Linked DNA regions of Mus musculus: regions 1 and 3 are each linked to region 2. The links are chromatin contacts, called in public HiCAR-type and promoter capture Hi-C maps. All regions are on one chromosome and are shown on one strand. Each heading gives the region's core, a stretch centred on a gene start, on an enhancer-like site or on the middle of the called end of the contact. The rest is flanking DNA. Distances are from core to core; before and after follow the strand shown.

Evidence for each region. HiCAR-type assays count read pairs that join an accessible place to other places. Capture Hi-C pulls out chosen DNA fragments and counts their contacts.
Region 1: a promoter capture Hi-C map of pancreatic islet shows a contact between it and region 2. The contact joins two enhancer-like sites. A contact is called at or near these places in 1 of 15 datasets of contacts at CTCF or cohesin (large pre-B cells), 1 of 484 Hi-C or Micro-C datasets (bone marrow-derived macrophages), 7 of 115 datasets of contacts at active chromatin or transcription factors (bone marrow-derived macrophages, embryonic basal ganglia, embryonic midbrain and 2 more) and 4 of 9 other capture datasets (adipose tissue, embryonic stem cells, liver and 1 more).
Region 3: a HiCAR-type map of neural stem cells shows a contact between it and region 2, with 4 times the contacts expected there. The contact joins two enhancer-like sites. A contact is called at or near these places in 1 of 39 promoter capture datasets (neural stem cells), 11 of 15 datasets of contacts at CTCF or cohesin (the G1E-ER4 cell line, the NIH/3T3 cell line, embryonic stem cells and 5 more), 235 of 484 Hi-C or Micro-C datasets (the 3T3-L1 cell line, 3T3-L1-derived adipocytes, the 4T1 cell line and 121 more), 28 of 115 datasets of contacts at active chromatin or transcription factors (CD4 single positive thymocytes, CD8 T cells, the HPC-7 cell line and 20 more) and 4 of 9 other capture datasets (adipose tissue, embryonic tail, liver and 1 more).

The regions. Positions count from the first base shown.
Region 1 is chr11:62,023,761-62,027,066 of GRCm38.p6, forward strand. All of the region lies in intron 1 of Specc1 (sperm antigen with calponin homology and coiled-coil domains 1), which reads left to right. Among named protein-coding and RNA genes, the nearest start is that of Gm39988, 25 kb to the right of the region's middle. Within about 2 kb of position 1,386, at least 40 of the 459 cell types and tissues checked have an H3K27ac peak or open chromatin away from gene starts, as enhancers often do. A contact at or near this core is called in pancreatic islet, where this site is marked.
Region 2 is chr11:62,262,234-62,265,320 of GRCm38.p6, forward strand. Adora2b (adenosine A2b receptor) reads left to right here. Exons shown (of 2, transcript NM_007413.4): 2 at 2,829-3,087. Among named protein-coding and RNA genes, the nearest start is that of Adora2b, 15 kb to the left of the region's middle. Within about 2 kb of position 1,643, at least 13 of the 459 cell types and tissues checked have an H3K27ac peak or open chromatin away from gene starts, as enhancers often do. A contact at or near this core is called in neural progenitor cells, neural stem cells and pancreatic islet, where this site is marked.
Region 3 is chr11:62,057,154-62,060,148 of GRCm38.p6, forward strand. All of the region lies in intron 3 of Specc1 (sperm antigen with calponin homology and coiled-coil domains 1), which reads left to right. Among named protein-coding and RNA genes, the nearest start is that of Gm39988, 8.2 kb to the left of the region's middle. Within about 2 kb of position 1,303, at least 9 of the 459 cell types and tissues checked have an H3K27ac peak or open chromatin away from gene starts, as enhancers often do. A contact at or near this core is called in neural progenitor cells and neural stem cells, where this site is marked.

The sequences.
Region 1 (3,306 bases), core at 136-2,635, 240 kb before region 2:
TGATTTCCGAGTCCCTGACATCATTTCTTCCCAAGTTTGTGATATGCCAGGGCTCCCGTCACTCCAGTGTACCTTTTGTCTGAGGATGGGACCAGTGAGTCCGGGTTTGCAGCTTCTCTTCTGATTTAGTGTGGAAATCTTTCCTTTTCCCCCCGTTGACCACGGAGGAATTTGCACTATTGGGATGGCTTCTTTCATCTCCAAGCCACAGGAAGTAATCATTTGGAAGCATTTCCTGTGACCAACACTGAAGTGTGAGGGCAGCTAACAGTTCTGTGTTCCATGGGAAGCCCAGCAGGTGCCTGGCCAGGACCTCATGACCCCGACACCGCTTCCCCCACTGCATTGCTAACATTTTGGCCTAAATGCTTCATTCTCCTGGGATTCCTTTGGTCAGCAGGATGCCTAGTGGCACCTCTAGCCTCTGTCCAGTAGCACCCTGAAGAGGGGTGCCTTTGTGAATGCCTATGTCCCCTGGGGACAGAGTTATCCCAGGCCTGGAATTGGCCCATCCAATTGTCTGTAGCAAACTAATAAATACTGTCCTCCTCGTCTTTGGCTAGATATTTTCAGCCTGCGGGTCCCTGGCGCTGCACTTCCTGCCGGGTCCCTTGGTAATTGAACTATGTGCTCATTCCTATTTTCCTGGTTCTCCAGCTTGAATGCTTTAGCTCACTTGCTTCCTACTGCTTATTGTGTTTGCAGCTGAGACCTGAACGCCCTCCCACTCTCCGAGACTCATTATTTTCTGTTCATCCAGAATGGTTTCCCGGTCGCCTTCCAGTTTTCTTGCCTTAAAAGGGAAATAAAGAAAAGGGACCTCCCCAGAGAACACCAGCAGGCTGGGAAGGCCACCGTCCCTAAACCTTTGCTGGGACACAGTACCTTTGTGTATCCCTAAAATACACTGTCGTGCCCTGCTTCCTTCCGCCCTCCCCGAGCCCTTCTTCTCTTTTCACTACTTTATGCTATGCAGTTCTTGGGGGACAGTTTCAATGTAAGCCATACGCTGCTCTAAACAGGAGTGAAGTGTGTGGCATCAAAATAAAAGGCTTGAAATAATAAAAAAAAAAAGTTCCCGGGAAGACCCTCCCTCCATCTCCCATCCTTTCTCTTGAATGAATTCCTACATTCAACTCTAATTTCTTAATCGATTTGACTCTTTGTATTGTTTATGGGGAGTTTAAGAAATCAGAGAATTAAGGCTAGAGACCTTCCCCACCACCCCTTCTGGTTCCTCTGTGCTTGGCCAGAGACCACCTATTCATTTTCTGTCCCTAACTCACATCCAGGAGAGAAGCCTGAGTCAGCGAGTGTGCTCACCTGTGTTTATCTTGTGGCAGCCCAGATTGTCTGTAACCAGTCCTAGGCTGAAAGCCATCTGCCTCTGTGTTCGTTTCCCTCTCTGCTTCCCCGTGCCCATGTTTTCAGATGAAAACAGGCTGTTCTGTGTACAGGAAGAACACTTGCCTGGTAGATCTGGCAGCCTCCTGTTCCGAAGATTTAATGGATCTGTGGCTGTGCATTGTCAAGCTAACAAGCAGTGCCCCGACTGGTATAATTGACAGAAGTTTCTTCTGTTGCCTCTTGTAACATCATCTGATGCTGAGAAGTATAGAGTTCAGACATCCCAGACTCCTAGTCAGCAAGGAGCTGGACCCACTGTGGGGATGATGCACGGTGCTCCTGTTTCTCATGTGGGCAGAGATTATCCGGATGGCCTGTCTAACCTGGTTTCAACCTTGGCTATAGATGAGTTCTGTGATCTAGGCAAGTTGCTTGACTTCCCTGAGTCAAAGGAAGTGTTTTAATTTGTTAGAGCTAAAACGGGTGCCTTATAAACAAGTGAGAGACACTGCTTGCAGTTGTGGAGGCCCAAAAGTCCTAGATCTTGGCTGGCAGATTCAATGTCTAATGGGAGTCCTCTGTCTGGTTCACGGTATTACCCACTTGATAGAAGGACAAAAATGTTCCTTCAGGCCATTTCTGTAAAAGCTCTGCTCTCCTGACCAAGCTTTCTCCCAGACGTCCCACTTCCTAACAGTACCACACCTGGTACTGTTGGTTTCACCTTGTGAATTTGAGGAATACACCAATACTCAGATGATAGATAGCACAAGGCAATACCACCCAGGGCTGAGATAATTCACATGGGGCATTAGCCAGCACCTTCTACTTGCAGTGGAATGGCATGGCTGCCCTATCTGTCTGCCAGCACAGGGACTCATCCTCCTTCCTTCCTTCTTGCTGTGACTGTTTTGATCTTGTATGCTGTCGTCACTTCTCTAGGCTGATACTGCCAGGTCACTCCTGGACATATTGTCTGGCACTTGCCCTACTTGTGAGACAGAGAGAAGTGGGGGGGGGGGTCCTTAAAAGTGATGGAGAATTTCCCAGCTCCCATGTCCCTAGTTTGTAGAGCTAAGGTACCAGACAGAACCATTGAGCAGCAGAGCTATCCCAAGCCAATGGCTTCTCGGTCCCTTTTCTCGTGAACTCAGGATGAAGTTCACAGACAATGGGTGGGTGAGTTTGGAAATTAGAGTTAGTATAGGATTTTAGGTGGGCACTTGAGAGGAAAACCGAAGGCAGAGCCCCTGTAGAGCAGGAGGGGCCCCCAGAAAATGTGGTATTATCGAGCAGCTAGGCTAGGGGCTTCTTGTAGTACTTAGAGCAGAAAGTGCATGGGGAGATGAGCTGGTCAGCCCAGTTGGCCTGCCCATGGGTGTCTGGATGTTTCACAGTTTGACTCTATCTTCACATATGGTCTAGGCAGTATGGCTCACACAGATTGTGTAAAACAAGAGAATTCCCCTTCTGGCATTTCTGGCCTGTAGCCAGGACAAGACGGAAGACACTGTTGGCTTGTGCTCAAGGACAAGAATGGTGGTCCCTGTTCCTAAAATGTTTGATCTCTTTAGATATCCTGCTCTCATCCCCGGGGATGACTCTGCCTGGATACTGTGGGTGAGATGTTAGTGATTCATGACAGAGCATCTTGAATTCTGAAAGCTGGAACTGTCAGGAAAGAGGCTAGCGGGTGGGAGAGTACAGAAGGAAGGGTGGAGTACAGTGGAGAAGACAGTAAGAGTAGAGAATGACAGACTCTCAGAGAGTAGTGTGGCGGCCTTACCTGTGAATAACTTTATCAGATTCCAAATATTTGAGGAGAATAGAGAAAGTGATGTGGCAAGAAGTGATTGGAGAAGCAGCAAAGCAGGCAACCTACTGACAAAAAACCATGTTAAACTCCTCAACTCCATCCAGCCCTCAGATTTGTTACCAGAAATTGAGAGCTGAGCTTAT
Region 2 (3,087 bases), core at 393-2,892:
TTGGCTCTTTTCCTTATCCAAGACAGTCTGGCATGAAACTTCTTCACGTGTGCAGGATTCGGTGTTTTGAGAAGTTCAGATGTGAATGGATTCCCGTTGTTGTGAATTACAGTGGGAAGCTATTTCCACGGACACTGCTTCTATTTCTTTTAAAGGATATTTATTTGATTTGTGTTTGAGTGCAGGGGCACAGCATGGTGTGTAGGTCAGAGGAGGATCTGAAGGACCTGGTTCTCTCCTTCCACCATGTGGGTCCTGGGGTGGAACTCAGGCTGTCAGGCTGGGCAGTGAGCGCCATCATCTGCTGAGCTGCCTTGCCGGTCCTAACACTGCCTTTTAAAAGGAAGTAAAGTAAGAAACCATGGTATAGTGCCAGGAGCAAGGACCGAATAGGCATATCTGCAGTGAGACATTTAATTCCCATACCCTTCCCTCTCTGTGTCTTGTCTTTCTCTGAGGCAGCCTGGCTTGGTCTTGAACTCACAATCTCTTCCCTCTCCTTCTCAGCATTTCTTACCAATGTGTGCTGCCAAATTGCCTTTTCCCACTCTCCCCAGACAGAGTTGCAAGTAGCTCAAGATGGCCTTGAATTTTCTATATAGCCAAGGATGTCCCTGTCTTTCTGATTCTTTTACTTCTTTCTCCTGAGTGTTGGGATTACATATATATGCCACCACACCCTGTTTCTGTGATGCTGGGATCAAACCTAGGGGTTTATGCGTGCTTAACAACTCTACCAAACGAGCTCTATCTGGAGTCCCTTAATTTCCTGAAACAAGATCACAGAACTCTGAGGGTCTAGGCATTCAAAGGTAAAGGACCTAGGCTCTTTCCTTCCCTCTCCTCTGATAAAAGTTTTCTCTTTCCTTTGACCTTCATGGTCACAAGATGGCTGCTGAGGCTGTCTGTGCCTATCAGCCTGTCACGAAAGTGTCAGAAGCAGCAAGGTAGGGGTGGTCGGCAAAGGGCAGAGCTCTTCTCATGGGTGGCTCTCCTGTCGGGAAGTTAGACTTTTTTCGCGGTCCCTTGCAGACTTGCTTAATGGCCTTACTGGCCAGAAGATCTCACTACCCGACTTAGACCAGTCACTGAAAGAGAATGGAAAATGCTAGGATTTGCTTATCCCAAATATCCCACCAAGGCTGGCCTGTAATCAATGGAACTAAACTAATAGTCTAGGGGCTAGAGATATGGCTCAGTGGTTAAGAGCACTGACTGCTGTTCCAGAGGTCCCAGGCCCCCCATGTGGGGCAGCACCCATATGGCAGCTCACAGCTGTCTATAACTCCAGTTCTGAAGCTTCTGACACCTCACACAGACATACATGCAGGCAGAACATCGGAACACGTAAAATAAATACATTAAAAAAATAATAATGGTCAGAAGCAGAGCTGTAGCCCAGGCTAGCTCATGGACAGTCTTCTGAGTGCCTAGCCTTTGTGGGGCTTTTTGTTACCCTGCAGATACTGTGCTATTGACATCCCTGGTGAGGCGCTGGCAAGGAAACACATTTTTAAGAGGGTTTCATCAGTAGCCAAGAAAGATGGGGTGAGCAGCTGCGCCCAGCAGGCTGTCCTGTAGGACTGAGCTGCCCACTGATGAGAGGAAGTGGCAAAGACAAACAATCATTAGATCACTGCGCATGAAGCAGGTCGCAGCTGGCTTCCTCTGCTAACTGTACTGGTTCTCTGGCCTGTCCAGGCCGCTGAGTTGGGTATTCCTAGCACGCAGTTGCCGCAGAGCTATTGCTAGCAGGTAGCAAATGAGGGATGTTTTCACAATGGCTCTGCTTTGAGAACTGAACTAGATACTGGGCACGGTGCTAGGTCCCGGGAACGCCAGTTCAGCAGGATATGGTCTGTCCTCAGGTGGTTGTCCTTATAGTTGAGGGGAAATATATGTAACAGATTAAGGGCCCGTTATCAATGTTGATTTCCTAAGTCTCAGCAGCTCCCTGGCCAGCAGCTTTCTGTAGATGAGGCATTAACAGACCTGTGTTCCAGCCGTCGTCAGCAGTGAAGCCAGCCATTCATCTGCAGAGACTGAAGGCTGGTTTTCTTTTGTGAGATAAGATAGTGCTTTATGGCTTCAGCTGACCTCCGACTTGGGAACCCCTGCCTCAGCCTCCTGATTAGGGGACTGCAGGTGTGCATCTACTACAACCAGTTCTGAAGCAAAGTTTTGGTATTGAGAGAAGCGATTCTTGTCAAAAGCTACGGGTCGTGCCTTGTTCAAGTGTCACCTTGTGAATTAGGCTTCATGTGCATGTCCCTTAAGATGCTGGGGTTTTGTTTTTTTGTTTGTTTGTTCTGTTTTTGTTTTTGTGCACGTTCTGATCTCAACAATCCAACAGTGCCTTACAGGAGATCTGAACTTACCCAGTGCTGAGGCTATTAAAAAGGGCCTCTAAGACCTATCACCATCACTAAACAGAAATGAGTACTGACTCAAGAATGAGTCTTTTTCTTTTTGGTTTGGTTTGGTTTTTTAAATAAGGTCTCTCTTCGTAGTGCTGGCTGTCCTGGAACTCACACTGTAGACCAGGTTGTCCTTGAACTCAGAGAGATCCCCTGCCCCTGCCTCTGCCTCCTGAATGCTAGGACTAAAGGCATGCACTACCATACCTGGCTAAGAATGACAGTTTTACTGCGCTTGCTGCAGCAGAGTTGATGCCTGCTCCCGTGTCGAGTCTCCAGTGTTAGGTGATGGCCATGGTACCCCAAGGGTAAACCTCCAAGGCTAAAGGCCCGTGGGACACCAGCAGGGGTGGGCCTCGGGTCAAGGGATGCTGTAAAATGACCAATAACAGATGATGTTCTCTTGGACAGGTATAAAGGTTTGGTCACTGGGACACGAGCGAGAGGGATCATTGCTGTCCTCTGGGTCCTTGCCTTTGGCATTGGATTGACTCCGTTCCTGGGGTGGAACAGTAAAGACAGTGCCACCAGCAACTGCACAGAACTGGGGGATGGCATCGCGAATAAAAGCTGCTGTCCTGTGACATGTCTCTTTGAGAATGTGGTCCCCATGAGCTACATGGTGTATTTCAACTTCTTTGGGTGTGTCCTTCCTCCACTGCTCATAATG
Region 3 (2,995 bases), core at 53-2,552, 210 kb before region 2:
TTTGAGCTCATAAAGATTCCTTATTGTATTTTTCTTTCCTTTTCTCCCTCCCCCTCCCCCCCTTTTTTTTTTTTTTTTTTTTGCCTATTCATATACAGGATTACACTGAATTTTTTTTTCTAGTCTTGTACTTGCCTTCCATATCTGCTATGGTATATTTTTTCATATTGCCAAATTCTACTTGCTAATGGTGTTTATTTTTAAATTATTTATGTGCATGGATGTTTTGCCTGCATATGCATCTATGTACCATGTGCATGCCTCTTGCCTGCTGGATCCAGAAGAGGGTGCTGGATCCTCTGGAACTAGAGTTACAGACAGCTTTGAGCAATCATAGGGTGCTGGGAATTGAACCTTGATCCTCTAGAAGAGCAGCCAGTGCTCTGAACTGCTGAGCCATCTCTTCAGACGCCTGCTAGAAGTGTTTTGAGAATTTTTATTTTTAGCAACTGAGCATGGTGGTACATACCTGTAACGTCAACACGGAGCCCAAGAGGACCATATGTGTGACACTGGGATACATGTGTTCCAGCCTGTCCTGAGAGATGGAGGGATGCATGGATCAAGACACTGTCTCAAAAAGCATGCCTAATATAGTAGTGCACACTTGTGGTCCCAGCACTTGGGAGACAGAGGCAGGAGGATCACTGCAAGTTAGAGGTCAGGCTGATCTATACACACAGTCCCAGGCCAGCCAGGGCTACATAGTGAGACACTGATTTAATAACAACAGCAGCAACAAGGATCCTCTTCACTGTGATTCCTGTGGGTCTGTACTTTCATTTTCTGTGTGGGTTTGGAGTCAGATTCTACTACTTCAGAAGATACACCCTTCCATTTCTGATGAAACTGTGTAGAGTCGGTATTAATTCTTCATTAACTATCTGGTGAATCCCCTGGTGAAACTTTACTGCAGTTAGAGTTAGTTTTCATTTTGTTTTTTCATTAAGAAGGGAAATTTTTTTATTTGTTTTGAGACAGGGTCTTTTGACACAGGCTGTGCTCAGACCCAGTATGTAGCTGAGGATGGCTCTGAACTTCTGATCTTTCTGCTTCCACCTCCCCCACGTGGGATGCCGGACGCATGGCAGCAGAGGAGTTTGTGCAGTTCTAGGGACTGAACAAGAGCTTTGCATCCAAGGCAAGCGCTCTACCAACTGAGCTACATCCCCAGTCAGAAGGAGGCTTATTTTTAAAACTACAAAGGCAAACTTCCCTAATGCTTGTAGGACTGCTCAGATTCTCCACACCACACTGAAGGAGGTGAGCTCACCAAGCAGTCAGCTGTTTCTCCTTTGTTCCATTTCCTGTGTGTGGAGGGCAGTTATTCATACTGTCCTTGAATTCATGCTTTGAGTCCACAGGGTCTTGGCAATGTCTTTCTGTTTAACTCTTGATATTGATCATTTGTATTCTCTCTCTCTCTCTCTCCCTCCCCCCTCCTCCCTCCCCTCCCTCTCTCCTTCTCTCTGTTGTTAGTATTGTTGTTGTGATTTAGACAGGGTTTTGCTCTACCTAGCATTAGCCCATAACTCAACATGTAGCCCAGACTTTCCTCAAATTCACAGCAATCCACCTGCCTCAGTCTTCCAAATGCTGGCGTTATAGAAGTAAGCTGTCATCCTGACTTTTTTGTTAGCTTTAATAGAGGTTTGCCAATTTTACTGACTTTTTAACAATCAGCATTTTCATTAATTTCCTCTATCCTTTTCTGTTTGTGACTTCATTGATTTTTGCCCTATATTATTTTCTTAGCTGTATAATGGAGATATCTCACTTCTCTACTATAATTGTTAGAATGGAATGAAGGTAGTGCAGAGCCTGAATGTAGATATGACTATAATTGTGGTGATTTCTCCCTTTGAACTATTTCCCAGAGTAGAATCTCTCTCTTGGGAATTACAGCTAAAACAAAACAAAACAAAACAAAAAAACCCCAAAACTTACATTCCTTAGTGTGGAGCACACCTTGTAGGGGGTTGGGCTTAGCCTAAGATTCCCCCCCACACACACACACAGAATCACAGTTGACTGATGTCTAGATTTAAATACATACTAAATCTTTAAAAATTATTTCTATTATTCTTATGTGTGGGGGTATTTTGCCTGCATGTATGTCTGTGCACTACCCACATGCCTTGTGCCTTCTCTCCAGCAACCCAAATACATACAAATTTAAGAACAGAAGAATTGCATAGGCTTATAAACACTTCTCGCCCCCTGACATCTGTCACAGATACTGTAGGGTTGGGAGCGTTTAGGAATCACCTGCTCCGACAAGAAGAGAAGGAAATGGACACTACACGGGAGAGACATGGTGGCCCTGGCAGAGTGGGGAATCTGCATTATCTGATCTAAAACCAGCTCAACATATTAAATCATCCGTGTTATCTCAGGGAGCTTTTCCCTGGCCCTGCAAATCGGGCTCCTTTTTCACGGGTGGGCAGTGATACAACCTGCAGCCCTCTGTAGCATCCCAGTACAGTGCCTCTTATTTCAAGGGCAATGAAATGGAATGTGAATATTTAGCTGGGGTCTACATGGTGGTGCTAATGTGGATGGTTACATGGTTTGCTGTATGGATATATGTACAGCACATTATACATATATATTTATGTGCTATATACACAGAATATTTATATATTAAATGTAATACAATATAAAATTTATCTTCACATGTTACAAACATAACAATTACATGTATATATTGTGGACATATGAAGTTATTATAAAATATATTAGTACAGTATATATGTATTAATATAGTACATTTAAAGCCACATCTTTAATTTCAATACCATATGACAGGTTCTTTCCAGCTTTGCCCCTGTCATTTCTGGGAGTGATAAACACTGCTCATACTATCCTCAGTTTATTTGAACATGTGTTTAATATAATATAATAAATATAAATGTGTGTAATATATTAAGAGAATAATATAATATTCTCTCCAATCCTTCACCCAGCTGCTGATCCTCCAGCCGCCAAACCCTAC